Linked DNA regions of Sus scrofa: all the other regions are linked to region 4. The links are chromatin contacts, called in public HiChIP or PLAC-seq and promoter capture Hi-C maps. All regions are on one chromosome and are shown on one strand. Each heading gives the region's core, a stretch centred on a gene start, on an enhancer-like site or on the middle of the called end of the contact. The rest is flanking DNA. Distances are from core to core; before and after follow the strand shown.

Region 1 (4,392 bases), core at 487-2,986, 430 kb after region 4:
GCCGCTGCGCCTGCCCGGACGTGACGGGCTTGGGATCCACGTCACAAACCGCTCTTCCCTCGCGCGTTCGTCCCCGCTACGCCCCGTGCCCCAGGCCTCCTGGAGCCGCCCTTCTCCCGCAGGTCAAGAAACACGGCTTCAGGGGAGGTACCAGACTGCGGACAACCAGCCTCCCCAGCGAGCCCCCACCCTGACTCCCTCCCCAGTCCTTCTCAGAGGGCAGTCTGGCGCTCAGAGGGGGACGGCGCCGGCGACGGCCAGGTTCTCCGATCCCGCGCAGCAGCGGAGGCCCGGCTTCCCCCCGCCCCCGGCCAGGCGCCAGCCGAGAGGCCTCCGACACACCTGCAGCAGCTCGGGCTAGGTTCCTGGCCCGCGCAGGTTCCAGGCCCCGCCCTCTGCGGCGCTGCTCAGACCTGAGGCTCCTGAGTCCTCTCCCCCCCTGCGGCGTGAGACTGAAAATGGCGTTTCCTGAAGGGCGATGGAATTACTCGAATTGCTCATGCGCAGAAGGCTCCCGGCGCCCCACTCTGGAACTACTCTGCCCGGGGGCTTCGCCGACCCTCCACTTTGGGTGACGTCACGAGGTTCGGCCTCGTCTGTTGAGTGAGCGTTTGCCGCCTTTCATTTCTCACCGGTAACGGATTAGAAAAGGCAGCCCATAGTGGGATGCTCTTGAAAACGGAAAACTACTGTGAGGTGGTTCGATGAATATTGATAGTAGTTTAAAGAAAGTACTTGGAACTAAGTAAAGTAGTGCATTCCAAGTAAAACACCCTGTAACAGCTGACTTTATTTTAGGAATTTAGCTTTCAAAGTAATGAAAATGACGCGTGAAACGTGATGAAGAGACAATATGAATAAGCTAAAACAGAAGACGAGTCCCACGTATACGACTTTTCAAAAGACAAAAAAAAAAAAAAAAAAAAAACGCTTGATGAACACTCTTCTGAAATTTGTACTCAAATTTTACACTAATGGTATGTTTAACTATCGTTTCACTAAGGAATGTGTACAGAATATATGCTGATTTCCTGGTCGGTAACTTAATGACATCAGCTTACTCTGTGCCAACAGTAGAAATGAGTTTCCTCTCAAAGCAATTACAAAAATACTAAATTTTTATAAAATTAAATTTTAAAACATGTAGAATCTATATAGTGAAAAATACATTTGGACTATCTATCTATACCGGTTTGCTAGGTAAGAGGTGATGGGAAAATAACTACCCAAATAGTCTCTTGCCAACCCAGAAAATCTCCAAAAATGGAGAAACGAAGACAGTATTTTATTAAATAAGCGTTAAACCAGACTGCATTGTGCATTCCAGGCAAACTGCTAATGAGCTTACAAAACCAAAGAAATACAACACTTTTATATAGCCAGGATTTCTATGTTCTAGATTTGTAGGAGGACTTGGCAATATTATGGCTACACATACTTCATCCTAAATTCTCATGGTAATTGGAGGAGCCGACTGCATTAGTTAATTGTCTTTATCCAAACGAAAAGTAAACTTTCTTGTATCTATGACAAGCAAGTAGTTACAAGTTTAGCCAAGAGCTTAGTAGTTTATTACAGACACCAAGAGATAGGGTGCTATCTTCCTTGATGTTTACATTTCAAAGACATGGCTCCAAGGCATTTAAGGAAGGTATTCCTGGATTGTAAGATTTACAAGAGCCTTATTTACTTTTTAAAAAGAATTGCATGCATCTCAAAGGGACAAAAAAAAAAAAAAAAAAAAAAAAAAAAAAAAAAAAGATTTACAAACACAGGTTTTCTCATGGAAATTGTCTAAGAAAAGAGAGAAGGGCGTTCCCATTGTGGCTCAAAGGTAACTAACCAGACTATTATCTATTAAGATTCGGGTTCAATCCCTGGCCTCGCTTAGTGGGTTAAAGCTCAGGCCTTGCTGTGAGCTGCGGTTTCAGTCTCAGACCACCTAGGATCCCACGTTGCTGTGGTGTAGGCTGGCATCTGTAACTTCAATTTGACTCCTAGACTGGGAACCTACATATGTTTTGAATGTGGCTCCTAAAATGTAGATAGATAGATAGATAGATAGATAGATAGATAGATAGATAGATAAAATAGATATAGCTCACTCCTCAATATGTATCTCTAAAACTAAGTACATTCATTATTATCTTATCCATAGTCAAACTTTAATAATTGTCTTCAAAGGTCTTTTAAAGAGATTTTTCTAACCTAAGCTACCACATCCTAATCCTCAGAGCTATATATACTACTGATAGAGTAAAAAATGAATATTACCTATAAAAAAAAAAAAAAAAAAAAAATGATTAAGATTGAATAGAAGTTATCTGTATTATCTAGTCCTAAATCTGATGACAAGAGGAAAGAGAGAAAACAAGAGAAGAAGATGTGAAGATGACAGAGACTGATGATCACAGCAAAAAATGCAGTTAAAAACCACAATTTACACTTAGTTGTTATTATAGATAGAGCCTGACCTCCCTGGGTGGGACCGGGTGGGCATTGACAACTCCAGAACTACGAGCCATCCGGAGCCATCTCCAAACCCTTTAATAAATAGGTACCTAGTTATGCTAAGGAGTAACTGCGAAGGATTACAGTAATGTAGATTTTGATTTGTTTGCCTAGCAGAACTCCAGCCAGGACGCTAAGTGTCCTATGCATGCACCACTCCGCCTTGGTCTTGGTCACCCTCCCAGATCTAGAAATTTCGTGAAGCCTGAAATCCCATTGTTTCTGGATTTGTCAACAACTCTTATGATCCTGGTTTCCCACCTTCCCACCTGACTCGCAAGCCGGGAAGTAGAGCCCGGGACCGAGCAGCTAGTCCCTGAGATGACAGACGGGGGTGTCTCAATCTGGAAGAAGTGCTGTTGGGTAGGAGTCCGCCTCAGCTCCTATGGGGTGGCGCGGTCCGTAAGTCTGCAGGAAGGGGGCGCTTGCGCACGCATGGGGTTGTGCTCAGGCCCGGGGGGGGGGGGGGGGGCACTGGTGGGGCGGGGCCGCCTGACTTTATAGACTGGCACAGTTGCTTTGATTCCTAGCTCTGTCATCCGGTGATCTAGGCATTGTCTAGTCTGTCTTTGTCCTTAGTGGCTCTAATTTCTAGGGATCAGTATTCCAAAGGACAAGGAGATGCAGACTTAGGGTTCTGGGTGAAGATTCCAAATATGAATTTGTCCTTTAGTCTTAAGTTCTCAACTCTAGGGAACAAATCAGTTTCTATGAGGTTAAAGAGCTGCAACTCTAGAAACAGAAATCTCACTCAAAAAGAGAACCCCTGGGGCATTTGATCTTTCTCCAAAGTTTCAGAATGGAGATACAGTCCCAGAAAGGGTTAGATCCTAGAACTTCTGGGCACACCAATTCTTTTTTTTTTTTTTTTTAATTGAAGTATAGGTGATTTACAGTGTTGTCTTAATGTCCGCTGTACAGCAAAGTGATTCAGTTATACATATATACACTCTTTTAAATATTCTTTTCCATTAGGACATTGAATATAGTTCTCTGTGCTATACATAGGAGAGTGGTTTACCCCCTTCATGTATAATTGTTTGCATCTACTAACCCCAAACTCCCAGTCTGACCCACTCCTTCCCCCTTCCCCTCCCCTTGGCAACCACAAGTCTGTTCTCCATGCCTGTGAATCTGTTTCTGTTCTGTAGATATGTTCATTTGTGCCATATTTTAGATTCCACATATAGGTGGTATACAGTATTTGTCTTTCTCTCTGTGACTTCACTTAGTTTGAGAGTCTCTAGTTCCACCTGTGTTGCTGCAAATGGCATTGTTTTATTCTTTTTTATGGCGGAGTAGTATTCCATTGTGTATATGTATCATATCTTCTTAATCCATTCTTCTGTTGGGACATTTAGGTTGTTTCCATATCTTGGCTATTCTGAATAGTGCTGCTATGAACATAGGGATGCATATATCTTTTTGAATTTTAGTTGTGTCCAGATATATGCCCATATGTGGCATTGCTAGATCATATGGCAACTCTATTTTTAGTTTTTTGAAGAACCTCTGTACTGTTTTCCATAGTGACTGTACCTCTACTATGAGATTCGTAGTTTTGGAAAATAGTTTACAAATAAACCTTGCCTCAAAGCACTTCACTTTGTCTTTTTTGAGAGATTTCTGTAGATTATTTCCCTCAGTGTATAGACAATATTAGTGAGAACCTGGTAAAACAATACAACTTGAGTATTTTTCTGTTGCTAAAGACATAGTGTTTTTAATTCTTTGGTCTAATGTAAATTTTTTTAAACTTTTTTATTTTTAATGGCTTTTTGAGATAAAATTTATATACCATAAAATTCTCTTGTTTTACAATTAAATTTACAGAATTTTGCAGGTATTGCCACAGTCTAATTTTAGAACATTTTTATTAGC
Region 2 (4,322 bases), core at 1,519-4,018, 470 kb after region 4:
TTACTAAAGTATTTGGGAGTAATGGTGCTTAATTAATATATATTTTCTTTCAAATAATGACTGTATAATTTCCTGGTTTATTTGCTTTTAACATTTTTTAAAAACTATAACTGAATTGTTATTTTCTATAATAAAATGTATCTCCTTAAATTCATGGGTTTCTATCTTTGGTGTTACAACTTCCCATCTCTATTTATTTTCTTTTACTAACTTAGTGGCTTACTTTAAACATTTCAAAACTTGAATTCAGGTGAATTGTATCACATGTGTCTATAGGTATACACTTCATTCCAAATTGTTGGGACTGAGTCACTGTTTGGAATACTCCATTCTTTCCCTCATCATTTTAAAATGCTGCATTTACTATACTACATTTTAAAAACACTTTTTTTTTTTTTGTCTTTTGTCCTTTTTTAGGGTGGCGCCTGTGGCATATGGAGGCTCCCAGGCTAGGGGTCTAATCAGAGCTGTTGCTGCCGGCCTATGCCAGAGCCACAGCAATGCCAGATATGAGCCGCGTCTGCAAACTACGCACAGCTCACGGCAACGCTGGATCCTTAACCCACTGAGCAAGGCCAGGGATGGAACCTGCAACCTCATGGTTCCTAGTCAGATTCGTTTCCGCTGCACCATGCCGGCAACTCCTAAAAACACTCTTAATCATGGCCATTGCATTACCAAACTATTTTGAATAACAGTAATATTATACATATTGACATTTCTTATGCATTTTTTTTAAATGCTTTCTGGCAGTTAATTTAGACTTTTTTTTTTTTGGTCTTTTAAATTTAGACTTATTTTTATTCCAGATGATGTTGAGAATGCTTTCGTAGTGTACACAATATATTAAAAGTGAAAGAGAAAAATGTAACTGGCAGGACCCTATAGGACCTTCCCCATTGGACCCCCCTCACACACACACACACTGTCCTCCACCTGTGTTTTGTCCATAGAAAAAGTTTAGCCAAAGAATCTAATTAGAGAGTGAGAAAAATACAGAGGAAAAGGAAAAGTCGAGCAACACAAAATAATAATAGTTTAGCCATTCAACAGTCAAGGACCTTTAGTTCCTCCTGAAGGGCTATAGATAATATTTTGAGCCATGTCCTTGTGAAACTGACAGTATTAACGGCCTGAACCTAGACAGAACACAGACTGGGACTTGAACCCACGTGCTGGGACTTGAATCAAACCTAAACCCACATTGGGACTTGAACACAAGGTTTTAAATTAGAATCACTCACCCTGTGTTTGGCCTCACTGAGGTTCAGGTTCTTCACGTCTCCGTGAAGAAGGAATTCATCGAGAGAGAAAATGATAGGCAAGAAATAGATTTATTAAGATAGGACGCTTATGAGAGATGCAAGTGGGCTGGCATGGAAACTACATGGCTACATGGCTACAGTTTTATCATCCAAGGGTAGAGGGGGTTGGAAAAGCCTGCCTCTTCTTTTCTGGGAGTAGCAGCTCCTCCTTAGTATCTGGTGTATTCAAATCCGCAGAAGAGTGGTCCTCAAACTCCTGCCCTTGGTCTGAATATGAATGCAGTCCTCATCCCATCCAGAACTCTCAAGGATCCACTAATGAAGGAAGACTGCCTTGTGCTGAAGGCTTTTTTGAGCAATCATTAACTTACATTGATCTTCCAATGTCCCCTAAGTTTCCCTCTTTAAATGATCCTTTATTGGGACTTCTACAACTACCTGTGCCTACTCCATCCCTATTGCTTGGAGCTGTTTTGCAGATGCTGTGGCCCCCACCTGGTAGAGGAAGTCAACTATATGCTGCCCACTAGCCTGTAAACCCCATATCGCTTAGAACCAGAAGGTTGATGACGCTGACTCCCAATTACCTCACCACTAACCAATCAGGAAAATGTCCACCAGCTGATCAGCCCTGCTCCTTAAACACTATAAGACTCCTCACAATGCCCTCCAGGGGCAGCATAGTCCTTGAAGAATTAGCTTGCTTTGTTCATTCTTTGGCAATTAAAGCTACTTTTTTGGTTGTTTCCTCCAACTCTAGTCTCCATGTTTCTATCTGCCATCAGTGTAGAGGCAGCTGATACTTCAGCAATAAGTACATACAAAAAATTGTTGAGGAACTTTGTCAAAATATTGAATCTGTCTATGAAAGGGTATATCTCCCTTTATTCAAGTAATTTGGGGGGCCACACCCCTTTAATTTTTCAGGCCAGGGATCCAGCCTTCGCCACAGCAGTGACCCAAGCTGCTGCAGTGACCTTAACCTGCTGCACCACAAAGGAACTCCCTACTTAAGAAATTTTAATGTCACAAATGAAAGAACGTGTACATAAATGACATTATTTTCTTTTGGATTGTGTGTACTTGGCGATTTTTCTATTTTAATTTATTACTGTCAAAATTTTAGTGAACTAGCTTTTTTTGTCTGCCCCCAGCCCCACTGTCCACTTTTTATTCCTGAGAGAATCGCTGATGATATCAGATATTATTCTTTCATTGTATTAACAGGATCTATTTCCAGTATTCAAAAAAGTGAAATGGACAGGCACGTCCCCTTCCCTTGACTTTGTCTAAATGCGCACACTGGTTGCAGACTGAACTCAGCTATAATCCATAAATTCTGCTCTACCTGCTTAGGGAACTACCTCAGACACCCAACGTCCCCGCTGCTAAGTGAGGAAGCACTGTCAGCCAATCCCGAACCCAAATTGCTGGTCGCTGGGACTCCACGTCAACAGCTCCCAAGGTTTAGCATTGACAGTCCGACCCGGCGTGGGGTCATCTGCGCATGCCTAAGCCCGCCCTTTGCTTCTGTGTGCCTCCGCCTTTCACTTCTGTTTTCCTCAAGCGATGCGTGGGAAGCGGTTCCGGGGCGGCCGAGTCTATGCACTCTTCTGAGGCCAGTGCTGCAGGACGAGAAAGCGGCAGGTGAGCGGGGGAGGTTGGACAACGGCCCGCACGGCCCAGGTTTGGGGGCAAGAGGGAGGAAGTCGGTTTGCGCTAGTGGGGAGGAGCTGTGCGGAGCCCTAGGGCAGCGGGAAGGTGGCGTCTCCGTGTGGAAAAGTGGCCCAAGTTCCCACGTGACTAGCCCCAGCGCGAGTTGGCGCGGCTGTCTGAGAGGGCCTGGTTTTGAGAGAGCGAGAGGAGGGCATAACGCGCATGCGTGACGGGTGTCCTGAGCCAGTGGCAAGGGGGCGGTGCTGCGGGACGGGTGTCCCGAGCCAGTGGCAAGGGGGCGGTGCTGCGGGAGTGGAGGGTGGCTGTGGGGCGTGTGGTCTGGAAAAAAGAGCCGCAGCCAGGGCTGATTCAGTTATCTCTTGCTCTGTACACAGGCTCAATTCCTTTGGTTCTCCATTTATCGTTTTTGGACTCCGAACTGCTCTCCAACCATGTCCATCACTTCATCTTGATACATGTTATTACTCTATCCTACTTGCCCTTGCATTCAGGGAGGTTCTTCAAGAATTACCCTTTTTTGTTTCATTTAATAGAATTATGAAAAGTTTGAGAAATAGCAATAGAGATAAATTAAAACATGGATCTCCCCTGAAGCCCTGCTTTTTATAGCTTTCTGTGGAGTCGCTAACCGAAGATTTAGTAACATTAGTAGGGAAATGGATAAACAGCTTAGTCCTGAGTATTTTTTACAGTAGTTTTGGTGAAGAGTTTATTATGTGTCTTGTTACTTGTTTTAACCAATTTCGTCATTTAAAAATTTTTGTGAACATCAAGGGAGATTTAAACTGTTAAAAAAAAAATCTTTAGAAAGCAAATACTTAATTCACCCAGTGAAAACTTTTACCCAAGAGCTACGAGATTATATTAGAGTCATATTAGATAGGTGGTCTTTCACCGTCTTTTTCCCTGTCTCTTCTGAAGGTCAGAGGGCGATTGACATATATCCTTATCCAGTGAGTGTGCTCTGCTTAATAGAGCAGGAGAATTCAGGAGCTGCCAGGCAAGCCAAATATTTGATGACCCACTCTTCCTTTAACCCAGTATATTGTCTGAGTTTTCTATATTTTTCCAAGAACAGCAGAAAATGAGTAAATCCCAGGTAAGTGTTTATTCATTCCTTCATTTTACAGTGGACTTTGTGAGATTTTTCTAAGAGTCCATTTGTTAAGATGGGAAATGAGTAATAAAGTCAAACTTCATAGAAAATATAAAGTAACAAATCAATAGCAGGGCCATTAGCTATATACTGATCATGGGTTATAGCTGTATACTGATCATGATGTTAGAGTTCTGAGTTGACCTGTGGCTATGTTTTTGATATTTTCAATAACCATGGCAGAAATTTTGGTATTAACATAGGGACACATAGTGAATAACTTT
Region 3 (4,080 bases), core at 1,506-4,005, 300 kb before region 4:
AGATACTGTATACCTCACTCTTTTTCTACTAAGTGGTGACAGTAGTAACATCACCTGGTGGTTTACTATGATGCTGAGATAAAATTAAGTACTCCTAACAGTACAAAACACAGTGAAGGTACAATATATGTTAGCTATTGTTATCATTATTGCTATTTGACAAATAATGTGATTTTGAATAAGAGCCTTCTCTGAGTCTTGGTGATCCTGCCTATCCAATGGCATTCTCCTGGGAAAGGAAAAGAGTGGTGTCAAAGCTTAACGGGGAAAGCGTATTTTCAAAGGGTATCAACTGGAAAATTGTAGACAATACAAATCTTTGTATTTTTTGTCATGGATGTGTGGTTTCCCAAGACAAACTTATTTTTAAAACTTAAAATACCTTTTAAAAGGTATTAAAGCTGTGCTAATTATTTACATAAACAACAGGAAATAAATAGGCAAGGCAGTCTGCAAGAGGATACCTCTTGAGGTGGTTTTCACTGTTGGAGAATTCAATTGTTTTTAAACCAGACCGTTGAGGGGCATCCCTGTGCAGATACTCACAAACATTTTTATTTATTTTTTATTTTTTGCTTTTTAGGGCCGCACCCACAGCATATGGAAGTTTCCCAGGCTAGAGGTGGAATCAGAGCTACAGGCACCAGTCTACACACAGCCACAGCTACGCTGGATCCGAGCCTCCTCTACGACCTGTACCACAGCTCACGGCAATGCCAGATCCCACTGAGCAAGGCCAGGGATTGAACCACATCCTCACGGATCCTAGTCGAGCCACAAAGGGGACTCCTAGGTACTTGCAAAAATTTAAAAAATAAAAAAAGTCTCTTTTAGAGCTTAGGTGAAACTTTTGCAGACACAGAGGTGAAAAGGTGGAGACCTCTAAAGACCCACAGCTGAGGAGGTAGTCCAAGTAGACCAGGTGTGGGCAAGCATCCTCCAGTTGGTGAGATGAGATGGACAGCTGCAGAAAAGGCCTGGGATCTGTGGTGAGCTCTCCAACTCCTTACTGGGGAAAAGGGCCTACCTGTGACTGTGCTGGTGCACACCTGCAAGAGATATCCTAGTGGACACCTGGCATGACTCCTTAAGAACAAGGGGAGGCACATAATCAAGCCCAAACCCACATTTTTCTTATTTAAAGGCCTCAAAGATAATTGCATCGTTGAGGAATGCTGTAGAATTGTCAGATTTGATGAGGGAATCAAAAAGGCCACTTGGGAGTTCTGTCCTGGCTCAGCAGTAAGGAACCCAACTAGTATCCATGAAGACGTGGGTTTGATCCCTGGCCCCACTCAGTGGCTTGAGGATCCGTCATTGCTGTGAGCTGTGGTGTAGACCTCAGCTTGGATCCGGTGTTGCTGTGGCTGTGGGTGTAGGCCGGCAACTACAGCTCTGATTCAACCCCTAGCCTGGGTGCGGCCCTAAAAAGACAAAATAAATAAATAAATAAATAAAGCCTACTTGGCTCATAGGCCCTCTTTTTTTTTTTTTTTTTTTTTGTCTTTTTGCCATTTCTTGGGCCGCTCCCGAGGCATATGGAGGTTCCCAGGCTAGGGGTCGAATTGGAGCTGTAGCCAGATCTGAGCCGCCTCTGCAACCTACACCACAGCTCACGGCAATGCCGGATCGTTAACCCACTGAGCAAGGGCAGGGACCAAACCCACAACCTCATGGTTCCTAGTCGGATTCGTTAACCACTGCGCCACGGCGGGAACTCCTCGCAGGCCCTCTTAGTGGATTGCATGAATCTGGTTTCACAGTCCCTAAACCCTGAAGCATCTTTTTTTTTGCAGGGGTGGGGTCGGGGGTGGGGTGGTAATTTAAATATTTGCCTCAGATTAGCTACTTGCACTTTCTTTCCATAAACAGACTTTTCTATACCATGAGCTAGCATGGGATCATTGGGTTTCTTAAGAATACCTATTTGAATTTTGTAGGACCTGTTTTCCGTAATTATGCTTCGCCTGAGTCTTCTCATACATTTTTACCTCCTGCTTTTACTTTTCCCATCCCTCCCAAATCAACTTCTTTTGACAAACTGTTCTCCTTCCTTCACTATAGGTTGTCCATTCATAATCTGACCCTATTCCAAGCACTCCCTTAATTTATTTAAAAAGCAACCTGCTTAATCAGTGATGAGTTTCTTTATATTTTCCTCTTCATGAATTGAGTCTCCAAAAATAAAATGGTAATAATTAATAATCCTAGAACACATAAAAAAATAATCTGCTCCACTGCCTCAGGCAGAGTAGCCACTTCAGCTACCATCCACCCTGTCGCTCAGGTGCTCTGAAATGTCTGCTTTTCCCTGGGGACTTGAGGGTCACCTTCAGAAACCTTAGGCCTTCTCAGCCCAAGTGATAATCACATGAGCAACCTCAACCTACCAATCCCTCCCTAAACCCTGCTCTCGGAACAGCCTTTGTCGGTTTCCAGGATTTGGTTCCCTCTTTCTTCCTCCTCGGCAGGAAATGACTCTCATTTTCTTCTGTCACGCTGGTCTTCAATCCAGGGATCCTTTGGGCTCACTGTTGGGGAAACTCTCCCAGATGATACCCTTAGAGACGCCGGAAAAACCCATAAGCCTTGCCCTCCCCTCCCTCGAGCAGGATTCGCCCACGTAACCCACCTTGCCACTTGCAGCGCCCTCGCACCGCAGGCCCCGGCCCGGTCCTGCGCCTGGCCGACCAATCCCCGACTCCGCTCCGGGCGCGTCACAACGGCGCCCTTGTGGCCCCACCCCCATAACCCGCCTTGGAGACTCCGCCCCGCCGCGGTCTTTACGTCCTTCCGGCTCCGTCTTGGAAGTGGGGTTGCGCCGCGTCTTTCAGGAGCGAAAGGTGGGGTTCTGCAGAGAAAACGGCCCGCGGTCACGCCGGCAGCCGGAGGCGGGGGCGGGGGCAGGGGCTCCTGGGGCTGTTGTTCCCGGGTATTTGGGCGCAGGTCTGAGGAGGGGAGGGTCAAGGCAAACCAAGGCATAAGGGCTTCCGGAAGCGCCGCGTGCGCACGACGGGCGGGAGTTGTGGACTCAGGCCTTCCGCGCGCCTGACCCCGCCCCTCGTAAGCCCCGCCCAGGGCGCGCTGCCAGAGGTTTCCATAGTGATGGTAAACAAGCCTCAACTGCCTCTGCTACAACTGCCAAGTCCCCCGCGTTCCACCCTCTTCTAGGTGCTCACAGGGTCGACCGAGGTGCCGGATGTGAAGACGAGCGGGAGCGTGGAGACTCGGAGCCCAAGGTGAGGGGTGGTAGGGGCGGCGTGTCCGAGGCCTACACACCAGAAACCGAGGCCCCTGGCATTGAGGACCGAGGAGCTGAGATTTGGGGGTCAGGGGAGGCGGGATCTGTGGTAAAGGCCTGCACCTGGGCCTACTGGAGGTTGAAGACCGTGGGGCTGAAATTTGGGGTCTGAGATCAGGAGCCACACACCTAGGGACCGACTAGGTCCTGAACGAGGACCTGGCCCACTGAGGGTGGGGCCTGCGGGACTGAGATGTGAACTTCGGGGAGGTGGGCCTGAGGCCACTGGTTTACATTCGGGGACTGGATCGCGGGGCTGAGGTTTGGTGTCAGAGGACGCAGGATCGGAAGGGAGGAAGAGCCTGGTGCGGACTCTTGGGGTGGGGAGGCAGAGCCCGAGCGCCCCTGCCTGGGGTACGGTGAAAACATGGGGCGACCGTGAGAGGGGGTTCATTTAAAAATGAAAGCAGTACTTTCACGTGGCTGCGCGCGTCAGGGAGTTGCACGGGACTGGTTGGGAACTGACTCCTCCCCCCTCCCACGTTCCCGCTCGCAGAGCCTCCACTTTCCGTCTTTGCGGCCTTTTCTTCCTCTCCGCGCCGCGTGTGTGCCCTGAGCCGGTCTGCATTTGTCTCCTGCTCTCAAAGGTAGCATGTGGATATTTTGGTTGAAACTGTTCGGTTCTTGTTGTCTTTGCCTGGTGCCCACACTTCCGCTGGGGAAACTTGGTCGGCCGTTTTTTTATTCTTCACTTATCCTTTTATCTTTGAGTGTATTTTTGCTAATTCGTGACTGCGCCCCAGAAACTGCTGGACGCTGCCGGCGCTCGCGCGGCTCCC
Region 4 (4,390 bases), core at 859-3,358:
GCCATATATCATACAATGGATTACCACACAGCAATAAAAAAAGAATTACTGACATATGAAACATTATGGGTGAATCTCATAAGCAATATGCTGAGGATACTGTATGATTCCATTAATATCAAGCTCCAATAAATAAAACCAATAGGAATCACATGACATGGGTATAATTAATTTGGAAGAAGCAGGGGGAAACTCCTGGGATGACAGATATAATTTGATCTAGCTGGTGGCTGCCCAAGTTAATACATACATAAAAATTCACTGAGCTGTACAATTAAGACTTATGCACTTGATGACTTCATATATATTTTATACCTCAATCAAAAAGTTAAGGAAAAAAATGTAACTTCCAAACTGCTGGAACTAAATATTTATGTCAAAATTATCTGTGCCATAAATACTAGACATCAAAAGAGTCTCACTGTGGTACGTGAGTTAAGAATCAGACTGCTGGGAGTTCCCATTGTGGCTCAGGGGTAACAAAGCCACCGGGTATCCATGGGTTCAATCCCTGGCCTTGCTTGGTGGGTTAAGGATCTGGTGTTGCCATGAGCTGTGTGGTGTAGGCTGCACGCACGGCTCAGATCTGGTGTTGGTGTGGCTGTGGAATAGGCTGGCAGCTGTAGCTCCAATTTGACCCCTAGCCTGGGAACTTCCATATGCTGGGGGTTCAGCCCTAAAAGACACACACACACACAAAAAATGAGACTGCGGTGGCTTAGGTCACTGTGGAGGCACATGTTCAATCCCTGGCCCTGGCCAGGGAAGTTCCATATGCCTCTGGTGCACCCTAAGAAAAAAAAAAAAAAAGGAAATCTGATATCCTTTTTACATTACTTAAGGCATAATGACAATTTTAAACAAATGGTATCAGAATAATAATACAAAATCAATGTTAACATGCTCAGTCATAAAGTACTTGGATTCCTAATTCCATGTTCCAAGTCCTTTTTTTTTTTTTGCTTTTTAGGGCCACACCTGCAGCGTATTTAAGTTCCCAGGTTAGGGGGTGAATCAGCGCTACAGCTGCCAGCCTACACCACAGCCACAGCAACGTGGGATCTGAGCCTCGCCTGCGACCTACCCCACAGCCCAAGGCAACACCGGATCCCCAATCCACTGAGCGAGGCCAGGGATTCATGTCCTCTTGGATACTAGTCGGGTTTGTTACTGCTGAGCTACATCGGGAACTCTTCAAAGTACTATTTTAATGCATTAATTCTACCAAAAATCAAGGCCCAGCTACTGAGAACCTTCATCAATAGTTAAATGTCCAGACATCCGCACATAAACCTAAGGGGTAGACTGAAGGATAAAAACTTAAAGATTTATAATCAAATTTTCATTCTGCCAATAACATCATCATAAACAAAAGCTTCACTACTGCGTTTACAGATTATTCCTCAGCAAGCTGCTCAGGAATAGTGTAATTTTCAAGATGAAGTCTGAAAATGCAAGAAGCTTCCCGACCCGTGGTCTCCACGGCCCCAACTAATTCCTATATAAAGGCGCATCTTTTAAAGGAGCCTAGTGTCTGGCAGAAATAGAGAGGCTGCCGCCAGAAATGACTATTCTAACGCAATAAAGAGGTAACAGCTGACTACAAAGTTTATCCACTGAGGGGAGCAGAGACGGTGGTTGAGTTGGTTAAAAAAAAAAAAAAAAAGTAAAAATAAAACACGCAAACCAACGGTGTTCTGGCAGCACCGTTCTTAAGAGACAACTCAAACCGCACCGAAAACCCGCCGCTGCTCCTGACACCGGAGCAGATTCCGGAGAGCTTGTCTGCAAGGCGACCCCATGGGGACATGGCCCCCAGGGTAGCTCGTCCGTGAGGTGACCCGACTGGGACGGGGACCCAGAGTCCGCGGCCCCAGCGCCTGCACGGGCCGGCGGAGCCGTGACAGCCGCGGGCGGGTGAGGCCAAGAGGGCCAGGTACTCACCGCGTTCACCCGTCAGCACACGGCGGCCACCGTCCGGCCGCCAACTCCCCAGCCGCTGGCACACCTAGGCGGCGCCTGGCACACTGCAGCCGCCACCACCTCACCGCCCACCCTTCGGGCGCGCCGCCGCGCCGCCAGCCTCTACTTCCGGCGCGCGTGAGGAAATGAGGCTGCCGCCCGGCGATGCCCGCCCCTCCCCTCCTATGCCCGCCCAGCCCGGACAGCCCTGCCCACACCACCCCCAGCCCCTCCCACTCCCCCTCCCGAGTCCAGGGCTAGGCGAAAGGAAGGCTCTCTAATCGGCATCCAGTACTGATTAATCCGATATGTTACAAATATGTCTGTGTCCGTGCGCGCTCGTGTAGTTCAAAAAACAATTTGTGGCGGCTAGGAGGGTGCAGGAGGCAGGAAACCGCTCTTGCCCGAACAAGCGTCTGCAGGGAGTGGAGTACCAGCCCGGCCTGAAGGCTAGCTTTGCCGGAGGGACTCCGCGGAAGATGGCAACGCTTTCCTGCTCTGGAGCCCTGTCCTGGAAGCTCGAGGGAGCACTGAGCTAAGGACATACAGGTCTCCAGAGATGTCCGAACATCCTCAGGAATGCTGGGCTGCGCATGAGGCCCAAGCCGGGAAGCCCCGGGCTGCCAGTCACTCCATTTTTTTGGACCTGAATTTCCTTATATATGAAAGGAGGGGGTGAGGTAAACTTACCGGAAAATGGCTTCAAGGTCTCACAAGGCACAACTTTATCGGGTCGAGAAAAGAGAAAAGCCCTCCTTGGCATCCCCTCCATTCAGCTGCTTATTTCAGGGACATCCCCAAGGCACTCTGTCTAAGCTGAGTAGGTGAGGGGCTACCCCGCAGCGCCAGCCCCTGCCCATGTCTGCGTAGGACATGGCCGTGCTAAGAGGAGCTCTGCCTCCCATCTGGGCTCTGCTTTCCTTAATGGGTGACCTTGGCAGGCTATGCGGACTTAGCCTCGGTTTCCACAGCTGTGTTATGGGGACAATACCAATAGCCTATTCTTCCTAATATTGTTCTGAGGATTAAATGAAATTTTGTATTTGAAATGTTTGGCACTGTACCTGGCAGGTGGCAGGCAGTCAGAGCTCGTTGCCATTATTAATGCATTAGTTAGAGTAGAAGTCTGGGACGACTGGGGGGCACATCCTGCAGGAGGGGCAACGTTCCAGGGGGATATGTTCCTAATCACCACTGTCTTCACTGGATGATGATTTTGGAGATGTCTTTAACTCGGATGCTCTCCTTGGATATGTCCTGTGGGAAATTCCATGGGTAGAAAAGTCTGGACAGCCTATGTTTTTTGTTTGTTTGTTTGTTTGTTTTTGCTTTTTAGGGCTGTACCCACAGCATATGGAAGTTCCCAGGCTAGGGGTCGAATCAGAGCTGTAGCTGCCAGCCTACGCCACAGCCACAGCAATGCCAGATCTGAGCCACATCTGCGACCTTCACCACAGCTCATGGCAATGCTGGATCCTTAACCCACTGAGCAAGGTCAGGGATCAAACCCGCAACCTCATGGTTCCTAGTCAGATTCGTTTCTGCTGCGTCACAAGGGGAACTCCCTGGACAGCCTACTTCTTAAAAAAAAGAAAAAGTTTTTTTTTAATTGAAGTATAGTTGATTTACAATGTTGTGCCAATTTCTGCTCTACAGCAGGGTGATCTAGTCATACATATACATATATTCTTTTTCTTATATCATCTCCCATCATGTTCTATTCCAAGAGATTGGATATAGTTCCCTGTGCTATACAGTAGGATCCCATTGCTTATTGATTCTAAATGTAATAGTCTGCATCTGCTAACCCGAAACTCCCAGTCCATTCCCACTTCCCCTTAGCAACCACAAGTCTGTTTTCCACATTTGTGAAGCACAAATGAACCTATCTGCAAAACAGGACAGACTACTTCTAAGCCAGTCTTGCTGAATCTCCAGTCTCTACCTAATTTAAAGATCTCACTTTTCTCTCAAGTTATTTCTGAGCAAATGAAAACATTTGTAGTTCTAATGCCTCTTCCTCCCAACCTAGCCCGAGTAAAGAATGAACCAGTCGTAGAGTCCATGGGTCTGTAAGCTCCTACAAATAAGGACCATGTCTTTTTCATCTCACAGTACTTTGCACATAGTAAGTGTTGAGTAAAACAAATTGAATTAAGAGAACATGCAGTGATCCCTCCCCCCGTCCAGAACCTCTGCCACTTGACTGGCTCCTTGAGCAGATGGCATGACTGATTACATTTTCCATCTGTTATAATTAAGCTTTTGGTCTGGTTGGCTAGTTAAGTTCTAGTGCAAGTCTCCTGACATCCTATGGAGTAGGTTATGGTCTTCAGCTGACAAGAGAGAAAATGGAAACTTGGGAGAGGAAACTCAGAGAGGCTCTCCTAGGGCAGGACCTGGCATGAAATCACAGTGTAGGGTTAGG

Evidence for each region. Promoter capture Hi-C pulls out the DNA fragments that hold promoters and counts their contacts. HiChIP or PLAC-seq counts read pairs in DNA pulled down with a chosen protein or histone mark.
Region 1: a contact with region 4 is called in an H3K27ac HiChIP or PLAC-seq map of alveolar macrophages. The contact joins the promoter of ZNF25 here to the promoter of CSGALNACT2 in region 4. A contact is called at or near these places in 1 of 5 promoter capture datasets (liver) and 1 of 2 datasets of contacts at active chromatin or transcription factors (alveolar macrophages).
Region 2: a promoter capture Hi-C map of liver shows a contact between it and region 4, with 4 times the contacts expected there. The contact joins the promoter of ZNF33B here to the promoter of CSGALNACT2 in region 4. A contact is called at or near these places in 1 of 5 promoter capture datasets (liver) and 1 of 2 datasets of contacts at active chromatin or transcription factors (alveolar macrophages).
Region 3: an H3K27ac HiChIP or PLAC-seq map of alveolar macrophages shows a contact between it and region 4. The contact joins the promoter of HNRNPF here to the promoter of CSGALNACT2 in region 4. A contact is called at or near these places in 1 of 5 promoter capture datasets (liver) and 1 of 2 datasets of contacts at active chromatin or transcription factors (alveolar macrophages).

Annotation. Positions count from the first base shown.
Region 1 is chr14:60,934,968-60,939,359 of Sscrofa11.1, reverse strand. It overlaps ZNF25 (zinc finger protein 25), which reads right to left and starts at 1,736. Exons shown (of 7, transcript XM_021072378.1): 1 at 1-1,736. It overlaps LOC106506010 (zinc finger protein 33B-like), which reads left to right and starts at 852. Exons shown (of 4, transcript XM_021072383.1): 1 at 852-977. The coding sequence starts at 975.
Region 2 is chr14:60,903,634-60,907,955 of Sscrofa11.1, reverse strand. ZNF33B (zinc finger protein 33B) reads left to right here and starts at 2,768. Exons shown (of 8, transcript XM_013983243.2): 1 at 2,768-2,912; 2 at 3,317-4,041. The coding sequence starts at 4,027.
Region 3 is chr14:61,666,620-61,670,699 of Sscrofa11.1, reverse strand. It overlaps HNRNPF (heterogeneous nuclear ribonucleoprotein F), which reads left to right and starts at 2,755. Exons shown (of 3, transcript XM_005671001.3): 1 at 2,755-2,843. LOC100738157 (a long non-coding RNA gene) reads right to left here and starts at 2,714. Exons shown (of 3, transcript XR_307560.3): 1 at 2,633-2,714.
Region 4 is chr14:61,370,007-61,374,396 of Sscrofa11.1, reverse strand. It overlaps CSGALNACT2 (chondroitin sulfate N-acetylgalactosaminyltransferase 2), which reads right to left and starts at 2,108. Exons shown (of 8, transcript XM_001926417.6): 1 at 1,945-2,108.